Regions from separate parts of the Oryctolagus cuniculus genome. Here region 1 is linked to region 2. The links are chromatin contacts, called in public Hi-C maps. All regions are on one chromosome and are shown on one strand. Each heading gives the region's core, a stretch centred on a gene start, on an enhancer-like site or on the middle of the called end of the contact. The rest is flanking DNA. Distances are from core to core; before and after follow the strand shown.

The links. Hi-C and Micro-C count contacts between places; a contact is called where the count stands out from the background.
Region 1: a contact with region 2 is called in a Hi-C map of an unstated tissue, with 2.0 times the contacts expected there. The contact joins the enhancer-like site here to the promoter of UNC119 in region 2. A contact is called at or near these places in 2 of 6 Hi-C or Micro-C datasets (ear pinna and an unstated tissue).

Annotation. Positions count from the first base shown.
Region 1 is chr17:44,135,853-44,140,892 of mOryCun1.1, reverse strand. It overlaps BLTP2 (bridge-like lipid transfer protein family member 2), which reads left to right. Exons shown (of 38, transcript XM_070061121.1): 16 at 443-1,535; 17 at 1,939-2,130; 18 at 2,260-2,462; 19 at 2,579-2,697; 20 at 2,809-3,029; 21 at 3,741-3,931; 22 at 4,050-4,149; 23 at 4,279-4,481. Among named protein-coding and RNA genes, the nearest start is that of BLTP2, 12 kb to the left of the region's middle. Within about 2 kb of position 1,337, at least 1 of the 8 cell types and tissues checked has an H3K27ac peak or open chromatin away from gene starts, as enhancers often do.
Region 2 is chr17:44,062,407-44,067,084 of mOryCun1.1, reverse strand. UNC119 (unc-119 lipid binding chaperone) reads left to right here and starts at 1,665. Exons shown (of 5, transcript XM_051825924.2): 1 at 1,665-1,962. The coding sequence starts at 1,743. It overlaps PIGS (phosphatidylinositol glycan anchor biosynthesis class S), which reads left to right. Exons shown (of 12, transcript XM_051825417.2): 12 at 1-909. The coding sequence ends at 245.

The DNA of each region.
Region 1 (5,040 bases), core at 88-2,587, 74 kb before region 2:
CCTTTCAAATAAAGTAAATAAATCTTAAAAAAAAAAAAAAAGTTGATGTAGTCAACTCATAAGCATTTCAATTTGCAGACACTTATGGCTGTTTATAGAAAGATGATTCATGAGTGGAAACATAAAGCCAAATGAGTTATTGAGTACTTGTTGTATATACTTGATGTGCTGTGATACTAAAGAATTGAAACATATGGACAGTGTTCTCAGACAATTTAGAGTCCAGTTAAGAACTTAAAAAGTGTAAGTGCTCTTAAGTGTAAGATGAGTAACAGCTTTTAGTTCAGCATATTAGTGCTAAGGGGAACAAAGCAAGGCAGTAATTTGTGGTTACTCAAGGAATACTTCTGGGTGGAGATGGTTCTTGTGCCAGGTATGCCTAGTAATGTCTGCCTGCTTGAGACATGGTAATTGATAGGCCCTTTTCTGTTGCTTCTTGAAGGTTCAGTGTGGTGCTGGGCTGACCTTACTCTGGAGCCCCCCAGATCACATGTATCTGTACCAGCATGGCCTGGCTGCCCTGCAGTGCAGAGACCTACTAAGAACCACTCTGTTTCCCGAGACTGTTCCATCCCTTGCACTAGAGGCTCCAGAGACCACTTCAGAGCCAGAAGACCATCCGCCAGAGCCATTGCCTCCAAAGAGGCTGCTAAACCTGACACTGGAAGTGAGCACAGCCAAGCTGACTGCTTTTGTTGCTGAGGACAAGTTCATTACCCTGGCTGCAGAGAGTGTGTCAATGAGCCGCCACGGAGGTTCATTGCAGGCTTACTGCCCAGAACTGGCTGCTGGCTTTGATGGCAATAGCATCTTCAACTTCAAGGAGGTGGAAGTACAGCTGCTACCTGAACTGGAGGAGATGATCCTCCACCGGAACCCCTTTCCTGCACTGCAGACCCTTCGCAACCGTGTTTGGCTCCTTTCCCTTGGCTCAGTTTCAGTGGAGTTTCCTTATCAGTACGACTTCTCTCGAACTCTAGATGAGGCCGTGGGAGTTCAGAAATGGCTGAAGGGGCTACATCGGGGGACTCGTGCTTGGACTTCTCCAGGCCCTGCCCCGCTCCCACCTGATCTACTCTTAAAGGTTCAGCACTTCTCTTGGGTTTTCCTGGATGACATCTTTGAGGTGAAACTTCATGACAACTATGAACTAATGAAGGATGAAAGTAAGGAGAGTGCAAAGAGGCTGCAACTGCTGGATGCCAAAGTGGCTGCCCTTCGGAAGCAGCATGGAGAGTTACTGCCAGCCCGCAAAATCGAGGAGCTCTATGCCTCTTTGGAACGCAAAAACATTGAAATTTACATTCAGCGCTCCCGTCGTCTCTATGGCAACACACCCATGCGCCGGGCGTTGCTCACTTGGAGCCTGGCAGGGCTAGAAGTGGTGGCTCTGGCAGATGCCTCCTTCCACGGGCCTGAGCATGTGATAGAGCAGGTTCGAGAGCTTGATCCAGGCAGCCCTTTTCCTGCTGAAGGAATTGATCTTGTCATCCAGTGGTGTCGTATGCTCAAGTGTAATGTCAAGACCTTTCTGGGTATGTAGTGCTTCCCTTGCTTGTAGAGCCTGAAGTTTGCCCTCTGAGTTCCAGGAAACTCTCTAAGTGATTGCAGAGAGCTAGGCTATCCTGGGAACTGTGACTCTTAGGATAGGTGGGCTCCCCTTCCCTTTCTTTGTTCCTGAATTTCATGCTGAAACTGCTTGACTGACACAAAGGGACAACTGACACAGTCCTCTTTAAGACAGTTGTGGCTCTTGGAACTCAGTACTATGCCCCTCATCTTCTGTTCCAGGGTCTTTGTGTCCTTTCTCAGCTCTGACCTTGTCCTCTCAGTTGACTTTGTAAATATGGGTGGGTAAAAGTGTTGGAGAGGGAAAAAAAATGCCTGAGAGTGCTCAGCCAGCCCCAGAATAGCCGGTGTGTATCTTCTCCGTAATAGTTCGGATCAGAGACTATCCTCGGTACCTGTTTGAGATCCGTGATTGGCGGCTGATGGGTCGACTTGTGGGCACCGAGCAGAGTGGTCAGCCATGCTCCCGTCGGCGTCAAATCCTGCGCTTGGGGCTTCCATGGGGTAACGTGGCAGTAGAGAGGAACATGCCCCCCCTCAAGTTCTACCATGACTTCCGCTGTGAGTAAAGAAGACTGGTTGGTTTCGCTGAGGGATATTTATGGGAGGTGAGCTGAGGCATTCTGGAGTGAAAGAGAAAGAAATGGGTAGAGTCATGTAACATGTTGTAACCTTTGTTCTTCTACCCAGCGGAAATCTTCCAGTACACCGTGGTGTGGGGCCCTTGCTGGGATCCAGCCTGGACACTGATTGGCCAGTGTGTGGACCTCTTGACCAAGCCCTCGGCTGATCCCAGCCCACCTTTGCCCTGGTGGGACAAGAGCCGTCTTCTCTTACATGGGGACTGGCACATGGACATTGAACAAGCGAACTTGCACCAGCTGGCTACTGAGGTGAGGGGTCCTGTGGTATATTGTTGGGCCTGTCCAGCACATGGGGAAAGAGAAAATTGGGAGATAAAGATCATTCTCTGACCCATATCTCACCCAAGTTTTGGGCATGGTTATAGGATCCATATAACACAACTGAAAATATGCACTGGGAATGGAACCATCTGTCTTTTCATTGGAAACCTGGTCAGTTTATGTTCAAGGGTGACCTGGATATCAACGTGAGAACAGCTTCTAAGTGAGTAGAATGAAAGATGGGGCCCCAACTGGGTGGGGGCTTGGAGAGGGGAAGAGCCCAGGGGAAATGAGTGACCATATCACTGAGGGCTAGGGCTCCGTTGTGAGGCAGGTATGACGACTGCTGCTTCCTTCACCTGCCTGACCTCTGCATGACACTGGACCTGCAGTGGCTGTGCCATGGGAACCCTCATGATCACCACAGTGTCACTCTGAGGGCCCCAGAGTTCCTGCCTGAAGTGCCCTTGGGCCAGCTCCATGACTCCTACCGGGCCTTCCGCTCTGAGAACCTCAATCTCTCCATCAAGATGGATCTGACTCGGCACAGCGGGAGTGAGGCTTGACCTGGGACAATGGGGAGGAAGGGCTGGGTAGATGGGGTTGGACACTGAGGAATTTGGCTTGACCTGCTTGGGAGAAGATAGGAAAAAGGCAAGGGAATTTGGGTTAGGGTGTTTTTTTGGGAGAGAGGATTGGTAATGTGATAATGGTAATGGTAATAGTACCATAACAGTAATACCATAATCTGATTTGGGAGATAATCAGTATAAACTGAGTGGTTTATAAACAACAGACATTTATTTCTCATTCCTGTGGAGTTTGACAAGTCCCACATCAAGGTGCCTACAGATCTGATGTTTGGTGAGAGCTTGTCCTTCGTAGAGGGCACCTTCTTGCTGCATCACGTGGTGGAAGGAACCAGAGTGCGCCCTTGGTCCTCCTTTATAAGGGCACCAATCCTATTGAAGACTCTGTTCTTGTTTTTTAGTCACCTCCCACAGGCCCACCTCCTGGTACCATCACCTTGGGGGTTAGAATTTTAATGTATGAGTTTAATGTATGAGGCGGTGGGGACACAAACATGCACACCACAGCAGTAGGTGAAACCAAAAGCTTAGAGCCTTTAAAGTAAGAAGAGGGGGTTGGAGATGCTGATGCTGGGAGCTATTGAGTTTTTAAAATCTCTAAAACCTGAAGCTAGGGAAGGCTTTGGCTTCACCTCTGTGTTTCACCCGCAGCTAGGAAGTGTCCTTTCCTTTACAGCGATATCTCAGCCCCGGATTCTGCTATACAGTAGCACCCTGCGCTGGATGCAAAACTTCTGGGCAACCTGGACTAGTGTCACAAGGCCTATCTGCAGGGGAAAGCTCTTCAGTAACCTGAAACCCAGCAAGAAGAAACTTGGCCAGCACTACAAGCAGCTTTCCTACACTGCAATCTTTCCCCAACTTCAGGTTAGGCTCTGTGTCACTTCTGTTCCCTTTTCGTAGTTTTCTTGCTTTCTTATAATGAGTCTCTTAATGATCCCTCTCATGGCATCCTTTCTTCAGTGTTATGCATTCTCATTCCCAGGTACATTATTGGGCCTCATTTGCCCAGCAGCGGGGCATCCAGATTGAATGCAGTCAGGGCCATGTCTTCACTCGGGGGACTCAGCGCCTTATACCTCAAGGTAAGGTCACAGATTATTTCTTCTAGCCTGCTCCTTGTCCTTTTTCCCTTCTCAGTTCCATTCCCCCACCTCCCTATGTCTCACACTGTTCTGTACCATCTCCATGGGCTCTGTATCCCTCTTTCTCAGCGGGCACAGTGATGCGGCGTCTTATCTCTGAGTGGAGTGTGACCCAGATGGTGAGTGACTTAAGTCAGGTGACTGTTCACCTAATGGCCTCGCCCACTGAAGAGAATGCTGATCACTGCCTTGATCCCTTGGTAACAAAGACCCACCTGCTGAGCCTGTCCTCCCTCACCTACCAACGTCACAGCAATCGCACGGCTGAAGAGGTATTACCTGACACAGTTTTATTTCCTTATTTCTCAGTCTGCTTGGGCTGCTGTAACAAAATACTAGTCTGGGTGGCTTAAACAACAAAAATTCACTTGCCAGTTTTGGAGGATGGGAAGTCCAAGATCAGAGTGCCAGCAAGGTTGGGCTCTGGTGAGAACTGTCTTCCTGGATTGCAGACAGCTGCCCTCTCTCTGTGTCCTCATGTGGCAAAGAGAGTGTGAGGATTCTGGTGCCTCTTAATAGAATTAATCCCATCACGAGGACCTCACCCTCATGACCTCATCTAAACCTAATTATCTCCTAAAGACTTCATCTCCAACACCATCTCTTTGGGGTTAGGGTCTCAACATAAGGATTTGTGGTGAACCATCCATTGCAGTAGGTTTAGGCTAAGTGCCTGCTAAGGTTCTTAACTAATCCAAACACATTTGTCAATACTAAACCAAGTGCTCACTTGGTTTAGCTGTATCAGTTTCTGTCCCTCTCTGTCCTTTAAAAGATAGTTTCTTTGCCCTTCAGGAAATAGAGTAAAAGTTTTTTCAGAGTACCTTATTC
Region 2 (4,678 bases), core at 416-2,915:
CAGCAGAAGAGTTAGCCTCTGGGCACCTGGCGTCTGCCTTCGTCGCCAGCCAGGAGGCTGTGACGTCCTCTGAGCGGGCCTTTTTTGACCCCTCGCTCCTCCACCTCCTCTATTTCCCCGATGACCAGAAGTTTGCCATCTACATCCCGCTCTTCCTCCCCATGGCCGTGCCCATCCTGCACTCCCTGGCCAAGATCTTCCTGGAGACCCGGAAAAACTGGAACAAATCTGAGAAGACAGACTGAGCAGGGCGGCATTTCAGCAGAAAGCCTCGCTTCTGGCCAAGGCGGGGAGGGTTCAACAGAGGCACGTGGATGGGGCTTCGGGGAGGGACTGACTGACTCTCCAGCAACCCAAGTACACCACTCCAAGATGGGCTCATCTTCCCTCCGCTCCCCAGTCCCTTGGCTCAGGTCCCTTCCCTACCTCCTTATCTGACTTGAAGGCCTCTGCCTGTCTCCCTGGAGGCGGGGGCAGCTCGCCTCTGCATAAAGCAGGGGAAAACCCTGGATTAGATTCTAGCCTGTTCCCCTGCGTTTCTCTCTGACCGCAGCAGAGGAGAGCGGTAGCGTTGCTGTCACGGACAGGGTATGGCACAGGTCACCTCCAGGATCTTCTGCCTGATTCCTCTCCCTTCTGGCTGACTTGTTGGGTACAGCCTGACCGGAGCCCAGGATCTGGTGCTGTGTGTAGCAGTTTCCCTTCATGCTTGCCGAGAGGCAGTGTGGTAAGTTCTAGACTCGGAATCAAACAGGCCTGAATTCATATCCTCGCTTCTGCAGTATTGTTTGGGGAGCTTTGGATAAGCCACTTAATCTCTCTGAGCCTGTTTTCCGTTTGTTCAAATGACACTGATGATACCTCCCTTCCAGGGCGGCTGTGAGGATTAAATGTGATAAGCACGTGAAAGTGTTTGCGCTCCGTTTGGCTCTTAGTACATAGTGAGTTTACTAGAAGTGGGAGCATGACTGTCGCTCTTTCTTCCTCCATGTCTAAAGGTTTTCTGATAAAGTACTCCTGCGCTCACAGGCCCACCTTGCCTCCACACGGCCATGTGCTCTTCCTGTCTCCAGGAAGTCCTGGAACAGCTCCTGCCTTTTAGTACCGTGTCTTGGAAAGAATAGCTTGTGCCAGTGTAAGCCCTCGGATACTCTTTCATCAGTTTGAAGAAAAAAAAAAAAAATGTTTTGAGCTGCCAAGAGCACTGTGCTAGGCGCTGGGGTATACAACAAAGCAGACAGGATCTCTGCTTTCACGGAGCAGGCCTGTCAGGGGCAAGAGTCTGAACACATAAAAATAATTTCATAGTGCTTTAGAAAGAAAAAACACCAGACTGATCAGATAGTGACTGGGGGAGGGAGGCCTTAGAGGCGATGACATTTGAGCAGAGTGACACCAGAAGGCTGGGATGAGAGCAGCAGTGGAAAAGGATCCCAGGCGAAGGCCCTGGGACTGGAACTCGCCAGAAGGGCAGAAAGACTGGGACACAGCAGGTAAGAGCACTTAGGACCTCCAATACTTCTGAAAAAGTACTCAAAAATGAACAAAATCCAGGGCAGCCCCCGTCCGCCCTAGGTCGTCCAGCCCTGGTGGGCGTGGCCCCACCGGGCCCGCCCTGGGGGCGGGGCGGTACCTGGGGCCCCGGCCGGGGGCGGGGCTGCGGACGCTCCCCCTTCCCCTGGCTCCAGCCAGCGCAGGCAGCGGCGGCGGCGGCAGCAGGCGAGCTGCGGCCCCGCGAGGCCATGAAGGTGAAGAAGGGCGGCGGCGGGGCCGGGACGGGGGCGGAGCCCGCTCCGGGGTCCTCGGGCCCGAGCCTGGAGCCCACGCTGGATCCGCGGGCTGAATCCGAATCCGGGTCCGAGTCGGAGCCAGAGGCAGGCCCGGGGCCCAGGCCGGGGCCGCTGCAGAGGAAGCAGCCCATCGGGCCGGAGGACGTGCTGGGGCTGCAGCGGATCACGGGCGGTGAGCGCCGGCGAGGGAGCGCCGCCCGCGGGCGGGAGGGAGAGCGAGCCGGGAGGGGGCCTGCAAGGCGCGCTGAGCCCCGGCCCCCGCCCCCTTTCTCGCCTCCCCTCCCCCACCAGGCCCCTCGCCTGTGTCCCCTACTCTACTCCTCTCCCTTCTGCCTGCAAGCCTGAGATCTCTGGGTTCCCCTTCCCTTGATCTCTCGGTACGCTCCCCCTCTTTTCTCTGGAGGTTTATTTCTAACCCATTTCTTCCCCTTTGAGAGTCTGTCGCTTTTTTTGGTGGAGGTGGGGCAGCATCTGCAACAGGGAGTCTTGGGGCTGGGAGGCCCGTCCGCACCAATGAGGGGGGTCACGTGCAGGGTGTCCGCCCACGCTGGGGGCCAGGGGGAGGCTGTTCCTGAGCCCACAAGACCCTCGGGTCTCCCTGAGCATTGGTGCCCCCATCCCATCTTCATCCCCAGGAGGGAACGAGCAGGAAGCGTCATTGCGCTGGCTGTGGGCCCTGTCATGGGAGCGGGTTAATGCCCCCCAAGCCTGTCCTCTCTGATCCCTTCCACCGTGGGTAGGAGTTTCTGAGTGTAATTGACTGGGTGACCTTGGACAAGTAGCTACACTTCCCTGAGCATGTTTCTTCATCTGTAAATTGGGGATACTGACACCGACTTCATCAGGTTGCTCTGAAAATAAAGAGCCGTCTGAATCTGAGCTCTGCTTGCACTATAAATAGGGCTCCTTTATCCATGCGTTGAGGGCCCCTCAGGGCTGCCCCTGGCTTCTGGGAGGCAGACAACTGGGCATGCAGGGCAGGGGAGAGGGCCACTCTAGGCAGAGGACAAGGGCCAGGACGCCTCCTGGCAGAGGCCACGGCTCAGCCTTGCAGAGACCATGGCCCTCCACATGGGATCGTTCAGCAGCAGCCCGGCCTGGCCCCCTTTGTGAGCAGCTCTGGGGCCTCTGTGTGGGGATGGGAGGCAGGCACTGGAGTGGACGTGAGCCCTGAGCTGCAGGAGCTGCAGGGCTGTGGAGGGACCCTGGTGGCAGGCCTGAGCATGCCTCTGGCTCCCTGGGGACCCCGCTCCCTCTGAGCTAAGCAGCGGGCATTCTTGTCTGGGCCCCCAGCGCGTGGAGCTCTCGTTCCTGTGGGTATTGAAGGTGGGAGAGGGCTGGAGCAGGCTGATGCTGGTGATGATTGGGCTGCGGTTTGCAGCAACAGCACCCAGTTCCAGCTTAGCTCTGGGACAGACTCCCTTATAGAAAATCGGAGGTCAGGCCGACCTGAGGCCCGGGCAACTTCTGGGGTTTGTTTTGTAACCATAGGAGGCTTCCAGCGCAGGTACTCCCATGTGTCTCCTAATTTGGAGGAAATGTCACAGCCCCGAGAGAAGGGGCATCCGTGGGCAGTGCAGCGGGCAGGTGTTCACTGGAGCCCTCCCTGTGCTGATCAGGAGCTACGTGCCGGTCTCTCCACCCTGCAGCCCTGGGATGGTCTCTTCTGACCCTAATCACACAGGTCTGAGGTTTGCTGTTCCAGGATTACCAGGCCCTGAATCCAGCTTAGGGAGCTATTTGTGGCTGAGGGGAAGGGAACAGTTGTGTTCCGAGCCCTAGGCCATCGTGACCCTGGGCCCCGGGCTGCATCCTCCCCTGGCAGAGGGAGGGAGCAGCCCCTGTTCCACGCTTCCTCTGCAACAGAGGGGTTGGCAGGTCGAGTCTGCAGTAGAAGAGACTGGGGCCAGGCTGCCAGAGGTTGCTCTCGAGCAAGTGGAGAGGCCCGGAGAGGTGGAAGATGAGGGAAGAGAGGGCTTCCTGGGGAGCTGGGAATTGGCTCCCAGGATCCCACTCCCAGCTCTGCCACCTCCCTTCCCTGTGGCCTGCACCGTCTCTCCATGAGGGCTCCCCATGGAGTTCATGGAAATAAGTATGATGGAGTCGCTGTGCATGGATGTCAGACTTCCAGTGCACCCAAGTAAACATTTGATTCCATTTTCCCATGGCCTTTTGAAGTACCCTTGTATACCTTGGGACTAGTGCTTACTTTCTATGAAAATCAGCATGGAGGTAAGAGTTACCCACGCCCATTCCCCCTCCTTTCCCCACCATGGGGCAGTGCTGGGCCCCATGGTCCCAAATGGCTGCCAGGGGGCTTCCTGGAGGGGGTTACCCCAGGCAAGGAGAAGAGGCAGACCTGGGGAAGAGAGAATGACTGTGTTCCCTTCCTCTTCCTGCCCTAGAGGAATAGGAGGTGACCCAGGGGCCTGGAGGGTAGTTTGCAGGCCTCTCGGGGCCACCAGGGGAGGGTGTGGTGCTGTACGGGATGGCAGCATGGGAGCCCCCCTGCACCGCTCTGCTCCTTCCTGTTCATCGGCCCCCTGAGCACCTGCAGTTGGTCAGCAAGAGCAGTGAGGGTTAGATCAGGCCCTGTATGTTCCTGAGCTTCCTCAAGCAGGGCCTGTCTCTGTTCCTGGTTCCCCTTAACCTCACCCACACCCTCTTCCTGGCCTAGACTCTCCTGTCCTCTGTGGGGTCTGGGGGTGCTTTCCCTGTGGCAAGGGGCTCAGATGGGTGGATGGGTGACGTCTCAGGGTCTTCCCTCTGTTTGCTAAGACTTCCTCCTGTTTGGAGAGCAACAGGGGATGGGAGCAAAGTTGGCTCCCTTTCCCCCAGTATCCTAGGCTCTGGGCTTGAGTCAGCAGAGCTTTGGCTAAGCTGCTTAA